4 separate regions of the Zea mays genome follow, and all the other regions are linked to region 1. The links are chromatin contacts, called in public Hi-C maps. All regions are on one chromosome and are shown on one strand. Each heading gives the region's core, a stretch centred on a gene start, on an enhancer-like site or on the middle of the called end of the contact. The rest is flanking DNA. Distances are from core to core; before and after follow the strand shown. Region 1 holds the start of LOC118473462. Region 2 holds the start of LOC100502532 (chloride channel protein). Region 3 holds the start of LOC100274552 (F-box protein AFR). Region 4 holds the start of LOC103638866 (PTI1-like tyrosine-protein kinase At3g15890).

Region 1 (2,689 bases), core at 122-2,621:
TCTCTCTCTCTCTTTCCGTTTCTAAATAATAGTCGTTTTAGCTTTACATTTGTATGGCTATATTCATATAGATGATAATAAATCTATGCACATAAATAGAACACATACATTTGTTATTGTATGATTCTACTAAAAACGTAAAAACGAATTTTAATTTAGGACGGAGAGAGTATTATAGAGTGAAACTTAAAATAGAGGGAAAAAATGAATAAAGCTGCTGGAGGGAGGTAGACTAGCAACGGTGTAGTAGGTAAGTTTGTGGTTAGCGAACTAGGAAACAGGACTCGGTGGGCCAAGCCATCCACTAACGAGGCCGAACAGGATCCAGTACCACTCAAGTCGCCGCTCGAAACCGGAGGACGTGATAGGCCCAGTACCACAAGACCAACGTCACGAGTCACGTTACGAGGGCTGGGCACAGCACGTACGTACGTACGTCCGGTCCGGTCCGGTCCCTAATACGATCGGACCGAACGAATAATTCAGGCGGCAAAACAATGACTCGCGATCGAAAGAAAACGGCCGGACAAGAACAACCAAACAGCTGAAGCGAAGCCAGCGTGATCCGGCGGTGCTGCCACTACTCGTCGCGGCCGGGTTCAGGCAAGGCCTCGTGACAGGGATAGATATGATATCTGGCTCTGGCCCGATAACACCTGCAACTAGCTAGGAAAAGCTGTGCTAGCGGCCATAGGGAAAACAAGAAAAATCCGTATGCAGCAGCAACTGGTTACGTGATCAGCTGGCCAGGTCTGGCCAAACCCCAAGTGGTCTGGGGTCTCGATTCCATCCGGACATACACTTGTCTAGCTAGTTGTCTACCGTTGCAGCTGTCGTCATGATTATTAAGCACCGTATCATACTAGTAGCTACTGCCTACTATCATGCGTCTTAATTGGTCTTGCCCCCTGATGCAACCAAGCACCTGCCATTAGTGGATGGATATGTGCTCAAAACTACCTCGCGCGCGATCTGCAACTTGAGACCACAAGTGGCTCCGATTATTAAGCAGTTGGGCAAGCAGGATGGATGCCCGCCCCAGTTGCTCTGTCCTGTGTGTGGGGTGGGTCGATGGCGATTCATGTCTGCGCGCGTTTACATCTATCTGGAGTGGTTAGCACAGATTCGCAACAAGTGGCTGCGCTATCTGGATTCTGGAGTAGTAGTACTAGTGTGCAATTTGCATGAACCCCTGTGGGGCAGGAGGAGGTACGGTGTAGCATGGTTTCCCTAGCTGCACGAAGGATAGGCCGGCCGACCCTCGTCGTGACCTTCAGAGCACACGGCGGCTACGGTGTGCTGAGGCGCCTTTGATTATGCTAATGCGGTGTCCTGGACGTACGGCTGTCATCCTCGCATTTCTTACGCACATGGACCTCCATCCATCCCCTTCCCCCCCTGGACTGGTCAGGTAGTATCAGCTGTCGTTGCTTCAGTGCAGCCGTGCGGAGCAGGTATTTGTTAGTACGTACGTACGTACGTGCGTGCTCCGCATCAAAAACAAAGCAAATGCACATCCATCCTCGGTGGCGGCCGGCGGGCGCGATGGGATCACGGATCGGGGTCCCCACCCAACGCACAGCCAGCCACACTGACGCGGTGACGCCTGTGCGGCAGCGCGTGCACCCGTGTGCTGCCGCGTTCACCGAATGGATTTGCTTCTTTAATAAATATAAAATAAATACAGCAGCTCTGCGTTGACAATGACAAGAAGCACAGTTTGCAGTGCAGCTCCCCGGTCACGCACGCACGCCTGGTGCAGCCTGCAGGCGAATTGAAGCCCCCCCCCGTTTCATGCCACAGGGCCAGTTGGGACTTGGGAGTGGGCGGAGCAGGCGGTCGTCGCGTCGCCATCGCGCCATGATTGCGCCTCCGACAAGAGGCTATCGCGCCATCAGGCGGCCGATCGTCACGCGAGGCGGCGGTGCGAGTCGAGTGCGGCAGCCACCTAGACCCAGCTCTCCCGTGTGCAGTCAGCCAGGCCGCCTCGTGCGCCCACGTTCAACACAAGACACAACCCAACCCGCCCCGGCTGTCACCGGCCGCGACAGATAATTCTCTTTCTCTCCGTCGACTCGAGGCTGCAGGGTTTAGGGTTTCAGCCCATTCATCCCTAATTCGCTATAAGATTCTCTTCAACGATTTCTCTATATTTCTCTTTCTATATTCTACTATCTTATCACATCAGCAAACTTTTTTTCTCTGTATCTCCATCTTATTCAGCGGCTCCCCCTAAATTTCTTCGTATATCTCACTACCTTCATAAATTATCATTTCTCGTACTTATTTATCATCTATTACTATTCTTTTTTCATAACTAACAAATACCTCCGCGCAATGAAATCGAGGCAAGGAGGGCCGGCACCGGCAGCAGCACCCTTCATCTAGCCTAGTGTTGTGCCATCAACTAGTACTGCAGCAGCCACAAGGGTGAGTGATGAATGCTCTGTCGGGCCGCTAATGCCGTCACTGGCATAGTGGCATGGGACGGTTTAAACTCTCTCGGTCTGAAAAACAAAAAAAAACACAATTTTAATTTTAACTAAACATGTACTGTGCAAGTTTCTTCATATTAGTATATTAGAAAAGCTAATGTGATACGGGATTCGTTACGAAATTCATTATTACAATACACTCAAGCTGCTATATATAGTGGATGTATAGACCTTTTTCTTTTCCCTTACAAATT
Region 2 (2,689 bases), core at 54-2,553, 250 kb after region 1:
AAAGCCCCAAGGCCCCAACCAAAAAAAAAAAAGAGAGAAAAGCGGCTTGACCTTGACGATGAGCTGCGGCGCGCCGAACATGTTGGGCGTGTCGACGCCGTTGAGATAAGCCTTGATCTCGGGGATGCCAGGGCCAGCGGCGGTGGGGGCGAAGACGACGCAGAGCACCGCGGCGACGAAGGTGAGCGCGAAGTTGACGCCGGCGAAGTAGAGGAAGCCCGCCCAGTAGCGCTTCCCGCGGACGAGGTTGACCATCTGGAGCATCTTGAGGCCGGAGATGTTCTCGATGGCGAGGTTGATGAGGGACGCGATGACGCCGGTGAGGAGGCCGACGAGGAACGCCATGGCCCACTTGAGGAAGATGTACTGAAGCACCTCGACGTTGGAGCGGCTCCGCCAGTCGTGCTTGAACAGGTCGTTCTCGATGATCCTGCGTGCCAAGAACAGAACAGACAGACAGAGCAATTCAATTTTGGGACGCAAGAGCAGAGCCAGCCGCACTTCATCATCAGCCACGATGACAAGCATGGAGGTATTAGTAGTAACAAGCTAAGATGGAATGCTCACTCGTAGTCGAGGCTCTCGATGTGGGAGACCTTGGCGCCGACGATGGCCAGGTGGCTGGCCGTCAGGGTGGTGCTCCGCTTGAGCAGCGGCTGCTCCAAGGAGCTGATGCCGTTGCCGCTGCCGCTGCCGCTGCCGCCGGCAGGGTCCTCCGGGTCGTTCGCACTGTCGTCGTTCTTGCTGTCCGAATCCGGCCATTCCGGCGCAGGACTGGGCTCGGTCGCCGGATCCCGGCCCAGCCTTGGGCTCTGCTCTTCCTCCATGGCTTTCCCCGGGACCGGGAGAGAGAACTATTGCCTCTAGCCTCTGAAGTCTGAAGCAAGCAATTGGATGGGACCGTGGAATTCGCCTTATCTATGTGATTATATGTCTCTATGTGGCTGGCTGGACCGACAACTTGCAAGGATGGGGGGGCTTGGATGAGTGGTGACCCATTGACAGAGGCAGCCTGATGAGTGATGAGAATGAGATCTCTCGTTTCAGACACCTCAACTTCATATAGGCCAAAAGAATTTGGCCTTCTCTCGCGTCTTTTGCTTGAAAATTTCTAAACTTGCCGAGTCCTAGCCCTCACATGAACATTTTGCTTTCAGAATGTGCTTTGTTTACGTGATGAAGAAAATTCAGCACAGTTGGCACCAATAATAGAGTTTTTTTTTGAAATTTAATACATGTGATCCCTGCCTTGAGGGGGTGAGGTGCCTCTTGGGAGGTCACCAAGGTTCACAGCTCGCACTTCAGGTGAAGAGTGCAATGGACACAGCAAGCTCATCCGGTGTCTCACTTTTGTGACCACGCACTTGCCCCCTTGGCAACCTCACCTTGCCTCTATGGATGGATTGATTATTGATAGAACGACCTCAAGGTGCAACCTCACCTTGCCTTTTGGACTATGGTCTATGGATGGACTGGCGGACTGTGGTTTTTTTTCCCTGAGAGAGAGCAAGGAAAGTACCAGTTGATCATGAACCTGGATGGGCTCAGTTCCTTGGCACTTGCCCACTTGCATTCCTAGTTCGATGAACCACGAACAAACAAAGGCAACTTCAATACTATGATTTAAGCCAACTCATAGGAGATCATATATAATAGTCCTTAAAAGGGGGAAATGAGATATGACTAGAGGTGATAATGAGCTCTAAATTTTACAATATAAGATTTAATGATTATATCAGATTAGGATTAGACCTTATTTTTATTCATTTTTAACTAAAATTTATTTAGGCACCTACCATTTTGTGAAGAAGCATTTGGATCGCGATATGCCGATACGTGTATGCGATGCTTACAGTCCAGTCCAGTGATCCAGTGGAGATAAGAACGGGGCGAGGCTGCACCGGACTATGATTCGTAGGTTGGGATATCATATATCCGTAGAAAGTTACTGATCCAATCTTCTAATGCACAAGTTGCATTCGGTTATGGTTTCTTGGGTGGCGAACATGGTGATGTAATGCACACATCTTTTCTTTTTTCCTTTTGAATAACATCCAGCAGGCTCGGAGTGACTCCACCCTCCGGTCGCTTAAGAAAACAAAACAAGATGTGATGCGTACGTGCGCTTTTGTTAAGGGTTTTGTTCTCAGCGTCTGTCCAGAAAATATAGGCCTCTGTCATGTCTAAATTGTTATGACAAATTTAGTATTTTATAAAATAGATATATATAAAATTTAATGCTTATCTTTTCCTATGTTACCAAGCTACAAATAAGAATAAAATTTTGTATAAATTGTTTCATGCATTATTTGCTCCCTGCTACAACAAAAAAAGTGAAAATACCTAAATCTGTATCTATATCCAAATTTTATATCTATCATTTGATAGGATATATGACAAATTTGTGGTTTATCTTTTATAAATCTTTACAAGCTCAATGCTAAATACAAGAATACAAATTTGCATATATGTAATAACAAAAACCGAAAAAATTAATCTCCAAAATAAATATTTGTTTTTCATCCCTCACTTCCCCTATTTTCTGTTAGGTGTCAAGGTGCACTTAACAGTGCATATTTCCATTGGTAGTAGATAGATTCTGATATCATTCATATTCTAATTGGACTCTATTTGTTTTGGAAATACCACAGAGCTAAATTTTCAACATAAGGGGACCATTCAAACCAGC
Region 3 (2,689 bases), core at 139-2,638, 140 kb after region 1:
CGTGATGTGGCTCGGGGCTTGTGGACCCGTGTGGGTGCGCGGAGTGGGCCGAAACGTCTTGGTTCGGCGATGCAGATGTTTGTTCTACCCGAAGGCTGGGTCATGCGTAGAGGACCTGTGCGTTGCAGGGCGCGAGCCCGACGAACTCGGTGGGGCCCTTGACCACCTCCCACTCCACCACTTCCTCCTCGACGCCGTGGACGCCGGGTGCCGCGGCGGTGTCTGAGGCCGAAACAGTGCCCACGGCGACGTCCAGCCCGGCGCCAACAACGTATATCCTTCGCCTCCCACCGGCGACCTCCCCGATCTCCCCGGCGACGACGTGTGGCCGGCGCACCTCGGGGGGCACCCCGCTGCCGGCCACCATCCGCCACTCGTCCCGGGCCTCGTCGTACTGCTTCAGCCGCCACTCCCCGTACTCCGCCACGATGTACATCCGGCCGCCGGCGACGGCGCAAGAGCCCGTCCACCCCTCCCGCATCCCGCGCGCCATCTCGCACCACGAGTCCGTGGCGGAGTCGTACACGGCGCCGCGCGGCGCGCGCTCGAACGGCCACGCCCACCCCTCCGTCACGTACAGCTTCCCACCCGCCGCCGCCGCGTCGTACCACGCCACCGCCGCGCCCCGGCGCGGCGCAGCCGGCGACCACCGCCCGGCATCCGGGTCGAACACCTCGGCCTCGCCGTCCTCCCCGGCCACCACCACCCGCCCTCCCACCTCCCCAGCCGCCATGTACCCGCGGGGCGTCCGCATCGCCGCCGCCTCCTCCCATCCGTTCCGCGCGGCGCTGTACACGGCCACGCTCGTCACCGCCTTGTCGCTGCCCTCCTCGACGCCCCCAATCACGTAGATCTCGCCGCGGCGGGGGAGCCCCACCACCGCAAACGACCCGGCCGCGGCGCCGCCGGGCACCGGCGGGAGCAGGAGCCACCTCCTCGAGAAAGGGTCGAGCGCCTGGCACTGGAGGCGTCGCGACACAGGGTCAAACGCGAAGGCGAAGAGGAAGGGCAGCGATAAGGACAACGAGCCCATGGCTGCGCTCCCCGCGCCAGCCCCCGCCCCCTCCGCGGGAGTGAACAGCAGCGGCTTGGCAGGGGAGTCGGTGAGGAAGCGGTTCCAGGTGGAGGAGACGGTGCGGAAGAGACGGTGGTAGAGGAAGGGCAGGTGGAGGAGGCACTTCTCGGCCACCTCTTCCGGCAGGCCCGGGATAAGCTCCACGACCTCTTCCCCCTCCCCGTCACCGGCGTCCAGCACCTGCTGTTTGCTCATGGACGAGAAGCTCATAGTGGCGGGGCCGAGTGGCGCGCGATTGTTCGGTCGAATTTGGCGCGATCCGCTGCACCCCGCTGTGGGTGTGGGGAAGCTCTCTCGGTCTCGGTTCGGCTTGGTGATGGGGAGAGATCTCTGATGGGGAATGGAAGGGAAGCGGGGTCGGCGGGAATTTATAGAGGTGGGTGGGTCGGTGTGTGAGCGTGAGGGTTTGGACCCTGGACGCGCAGGCTGTCCGAGGCACCGATCTCACCGGTAACGATGGTTCGATGGCGAGAGGTTGGGTGAGGCGGGGCCATGGTGACTGGTGGCAAGTGCTGCGGCGCCGGAGGACATGGCTAACATGGCGGTGTCGGCGCTGGAGGCCTCTCTCGGCAGAGCGTATCCGCGGACAGCGCGCGCTGTGCCAGTGTGCGCAGCAGCAGAGAGAACGTATCGGAGGAGCGGCAGGCGCGCGCGTGCGCATGTGCGCCGGGAGTCTGGTGCTGCGATCGGGCGTGCAGTGCACAGACAGGGGGCGCGCGGGTTGAGGACGGGGCGCGCATGCGGCATGCGCGCCGCGCGTGGTGGGGGCGGGGGATCGCTTGCCTCGTCTTTACGGGACACTGCGATCCGAGGCGGGAGCGCGCAGCCACTCGAGCCGAGGCGGTGCCGCGCTCGGGGAGGCAGCCCAGCGCGGGGTGCTCGCGCGTGCAGCCCAGCGGGGGCCAGCAGATCGAGCATCGCGCGACGATGGTGGGTGGGTGGAGATGATCAGGCGCGGGGCGGTGTAGGTGCGTGCCGACATCCCATGCAGCCAACGCAGTGCCCCAGCCCCCAGGGTAGGCCGATACCGGAGCCCCGCGCCACCCAACGCCAGCGACAGCGACGCCGCGGACTCCTCCTCGCCCTCGCCGACGCGCACGGTGCGTTCCTGGAGGCGCTGCTCGACCTAAGGTGCGGCCACGGCGCACTCTGGCTGTGCGACACGGCGGGCGCCCAGCGGCACGCTGAGAGTGACCTTGTCCGCCTCGTGTCCTCCGCGCGCGCCGGCGTCAGGCTCCCGCAGGCGGCGGTGCCCGTGGCGCCAGCCAGCGAGCGAGGAATAGCACTTCCTGTTGGCCATAGATGGCGATGAAAGCCAACTGCATCGTCCGCACCTTTCCCCTACGTTGCCCGCATACGCTCTGTAGTGGCGGACCATGGCCTCCCGCTTCACCTGCAGGGCGCCGCCGACCGAGCGCGCCTGTGGCAGGAGCCGCTCGCTCAGACCAGATTGGCGCCTCTTCAGCAGCGTGACTTCTGTCCTTCAAGCTATGAAGGTGAGTCACATGCCCTCTTCCTCATCAGATTGTTCGGGTTATATGCTTTGCTTTGTTTTTCTTTTTGTTTGTATATGATGCCCGACAGCTCGTTGTGTTCATATCTGATTCCAGGGCT
Region 4 (2,689 bases), core at 92-2,591, 130 kb before region 1:
TCCGCGGCGCATGATGATACAAAGGCTAATTTCCTGAACAATCGAATGTTAACGACAGAGGGCCGGAAAACCATGTGTCCTACCTTCTCTTTTCGCGAATACGAGAAATAATTTAAAAAAAGTAGATAGATGTGTCACTAGAAAGTGCCTTAATTTCATAACAGTAATAAACCATTTTTTTGGGACAAAGGACCTTAATTTGATAATGCTACTCGGTCAATTTCTGAGTTGACGGTGTCCAAACTGTGTGTCCGTAAGCAAAACTTCCCATCATGGGTGCATGCATGCATGCATGGGCCCTCATAGGCCGTATCCTTGCGCGGCCAGTCGCCTGGCAGCCCATTTTAGAGTACGCCGTGTGGAGGCCCATGTGGATTCCTCGGGTCACGACTCAACTCACGACGCTCCCATTTATCCCGGCTTCCGTTGCCGAGACGTTTGACTGGTTCCCAGCGTATTTGACCGCGCCGCGCCCAGTTTCCGTTGCACCACGTGGCACTTGTTCTCTTTCCCTCGCACTAGAACGTCCAAACCAGGTCTGCCCAGCGCGAGCTAGGACTGGATCGGAGCCCAGTTATTTTATCGGCAAAAAACCGCGGGAGTGCTGGCACGATTCAACAAATGGTGCATTAGGGTCTCCGCCCGCCGGCCATGGACGGTTGTGTCTGTGAGATCTGCCAACTGCATGAAGCACAGGTAGTAGTCGTAGTACTAGTATTTGGCCCCTTTATTATGTCTTCACCACTCCACCCTTCGTTCGCTCACACGGCGACCCAAGTAGCCTTCAAGCTCTGTTCAGGTTGTTAGATCAGTGCCCGCGTACGTGTGAGTGACAAAAAAACGAGCGAGCGAGAGCGTGACACACACACCTCGATCGTCGTTGGAGAGGGGTCCAAGGGCGACGTGACGTCCGTGTGCATCGATCGTTCGTCCGGCCGGCCGGCGCCATGGGCTCGTCGCTGAGCTCCTGCTGCGGTTCCGAGAAGGTCGAGCAAGGGTACGTACGTACGGTGCATGCAGTGTGTTCTATATACGTGCGATTATATTTCATCATCAGGCGCAGGCGGTTTATTACCTTGTTGTGCTGGGTGGGGGTGGCTTTTCAATTGTTTAGGTGTGTGAGCGCTTCGACGACCATGAGCAGCACGTGGAGGATATTCAGCTACAAGGAGCTGCACGCCGCCACCAACGGCTTCAGCGAGGAGAACAAGCTCGGCGAGGGAGGCTTCGGCAGCGTCTATTGGGGCAAGACATCCGATGGCCTCCAGGTGACGGTCACAGCATGAGCATGCATATATCCTGTGGCTGCTGTGACGAATTAACCGACGACCGACCCATAATCACATTCCCTCCCATATGCATGCACGCAGATCGCCGTGAAGAAGCTCAAGGCCACCAACAACTCCAAGGCGGAGATGGAGTTCGCGGTGGAGGTGGAGGTGCTGGCCCGCGTGCGCCACAAGAACCTGCTCGGCCTGCGCGGCTACTGCGCCGGGGCCGACCAGCGCATGATCGTCTACGACTACATGCCCAACCTCAGCCTCCTATCGCACCTCCACGGCCAGTTCGCCGGCGAGGTCCGGCTCGACTGGAAGCGCCGCGTCGCCGTGGCCGTCGGCTCGGCCGAGGGGCTCGTGTACCTGCACCACGAGGTGGCGCCGCACATCATCCACCGGGACATCAAGGCCAGCAACGTCCTGCTCGACTCCGACTTCGCGCCGCTCGTCGCGGACTTCGGCTTCGCCAAGCTCGTGCCGGAGGGGGTCTCGCACATGACCACCCGCGTCAAGGGCACGCTGGGCTACCTGGCGCCCGAGTACGCCATGTGGGGCAAGGTCTCCGGCGCATGCGACGTCTACAGCTTCGGCATCCTCCTGCTCGAGCTCGTCTCCGGCAGGAAGCCCATCGAGCGCCTGCCGTCGGGAGCCAAGCGCACCATCACCGAGTGGGCCGAGCCGCTCATCGCGCGCGGCCGCCTCGGGGACCTCGTCGACCCGCGCCTCCGGGGCGCCTTCGACGCCGCGCAGCTCGCGCGCGCCGTCGAGTGCGCCGCGCTCTGCGTGCAGGGCGAGCCCGACCGCCGCCCGGACATGAAGACCGTCGTCCGCATCCTGCGCGGAGATAATAACGCCGGCGCGCCCGCCGCTGCCATGGTGGGGCGTGGTGGTAGCAAAGGAGACCTGCAGCAGTTGCCGGTGAGGATGGAGAGCGTCAAGTACGCGGACCGCCTCATGGAGATGGACAAGAGTACCTCGTACTACGGCGAGCCCGAGGACGGGGACGAGGATGAGCAGGAGGAAGAAGACGACGACGATGAGGTGGAGGAGTATTCATTGATAGATGACAAAAGTAGCATGAACTTCGGGGCGTTTGGCGCCATGCCAGTGCAGACCATGCAAGACCCGTATGTCAAGAGGTTCTCCGGAAATGCTAATGCTATCAAGATCTAATGTACTAGTACGTACGTGAATGTTGTATTCATTTTGTTGGGGGCAAACCTGTCTTAATTGTATTCATTCTGTTGAATATTTTATTTTTATTTTTAGAGACTCTTCTTTTATATGCTAAAAGTTAAGTTATGTTTTCCAGTAGTATGAATATGTATATCTTTACTACTCTATAAGTCCTTATTGTAGGCGTCCACACCCGTGCACCGTGTTCTGCCTGTCGCTGCCCGTCAATCACGCCA

The links. A called contact is a pair of places that touch in the nucleus more often than the background predicts.
Region 2: a contact with region 1 is called in a Hi-C map of tassel, with 3 times the contacts expected there. The contact joins the promoter of LOC100502532 here to the promoter of LOC118473462 in region 1. A contact is called at or near these places in 6 of 25 Hi-C or Micro-C datasets (bundle sheath, ear, leaf and 2 more).
Region 3: a contact with region 1 is called in a Hi-C map of tassel, with 6 times the contacts expected there. The contact joins the promoter of LOC100274552 here to the promoter of LOC118473462 in region 1. A contact is called at or near these places in 11 of 25 Hi-C or Micro-C datasets (bundle sheath, ear, endosperm and 4 more) and 1 of 3 datasets of contacts at active chromatin or transcription factors (leaf).
Region 4: a Hi-C map of ear shows a contact between it and region 1, with 2.9 times the contacts expected there. The contact joins the promoter of LOC103638866 here to the promoter of LOC118473462 in region 1. A contact is called at or near these places in 3 of 25 Hi-C or Micro-C datasets (ear, root tip and tassel).

What each region holds. Positions count from the first base shown.
Region 1 is chr9:112,789,539-112,792,227 of Zm-B73-REFERENCE-NAM-5.0, reverse strand. LOC118473462 reads left to right here and starts at 1,371. Exons shown (of 3, transcript XM_035962842.1): 1 at 1,371-1,411. The coding sequence starts at 1,371.
Region 2 is chr9:112,542,862-112,545,550 of Zm-B73-REFERENCE-NAM-5.0, reverse strand. It overlaps LOC100502532 (chloride channel protein), which reads right to left and starts at 1,303. Exons shown (of 4, transcript NM_001398833.1): 1 at 568-1,303; 2 at 52-430. The coding sequence starts at 827.
Region 3 is chr9:112,649,317-112,652,005 of Zm-B73-REFERENCE-NAM-5.0, reverse strand. LOC100274552 (F-box protein AFR) reads right to left here and starts at 1,388. Exons shown (of 1, transcript NM_001148907.1): 1 at 1-1,388. The coding sequence starts at 1,285. The coding sequence ends at 101. It also overlaps the pseudogene LOC100381871.
Region 4 is chr9:112,918,006-112,920,694 of Zm-B73-REFERENCE-NAM-5.0, reverse strand. It overlaps LOC103638866 (PTI1-like tyrosine-protein kinase At3g15890), which reads left to right and starts at 1,341. Exons shown (of 1, transcript XM_020544331.1): 1 at 1,341-2,569. The coding sequence starts at 1,416. The coding sequence ends at 2,450.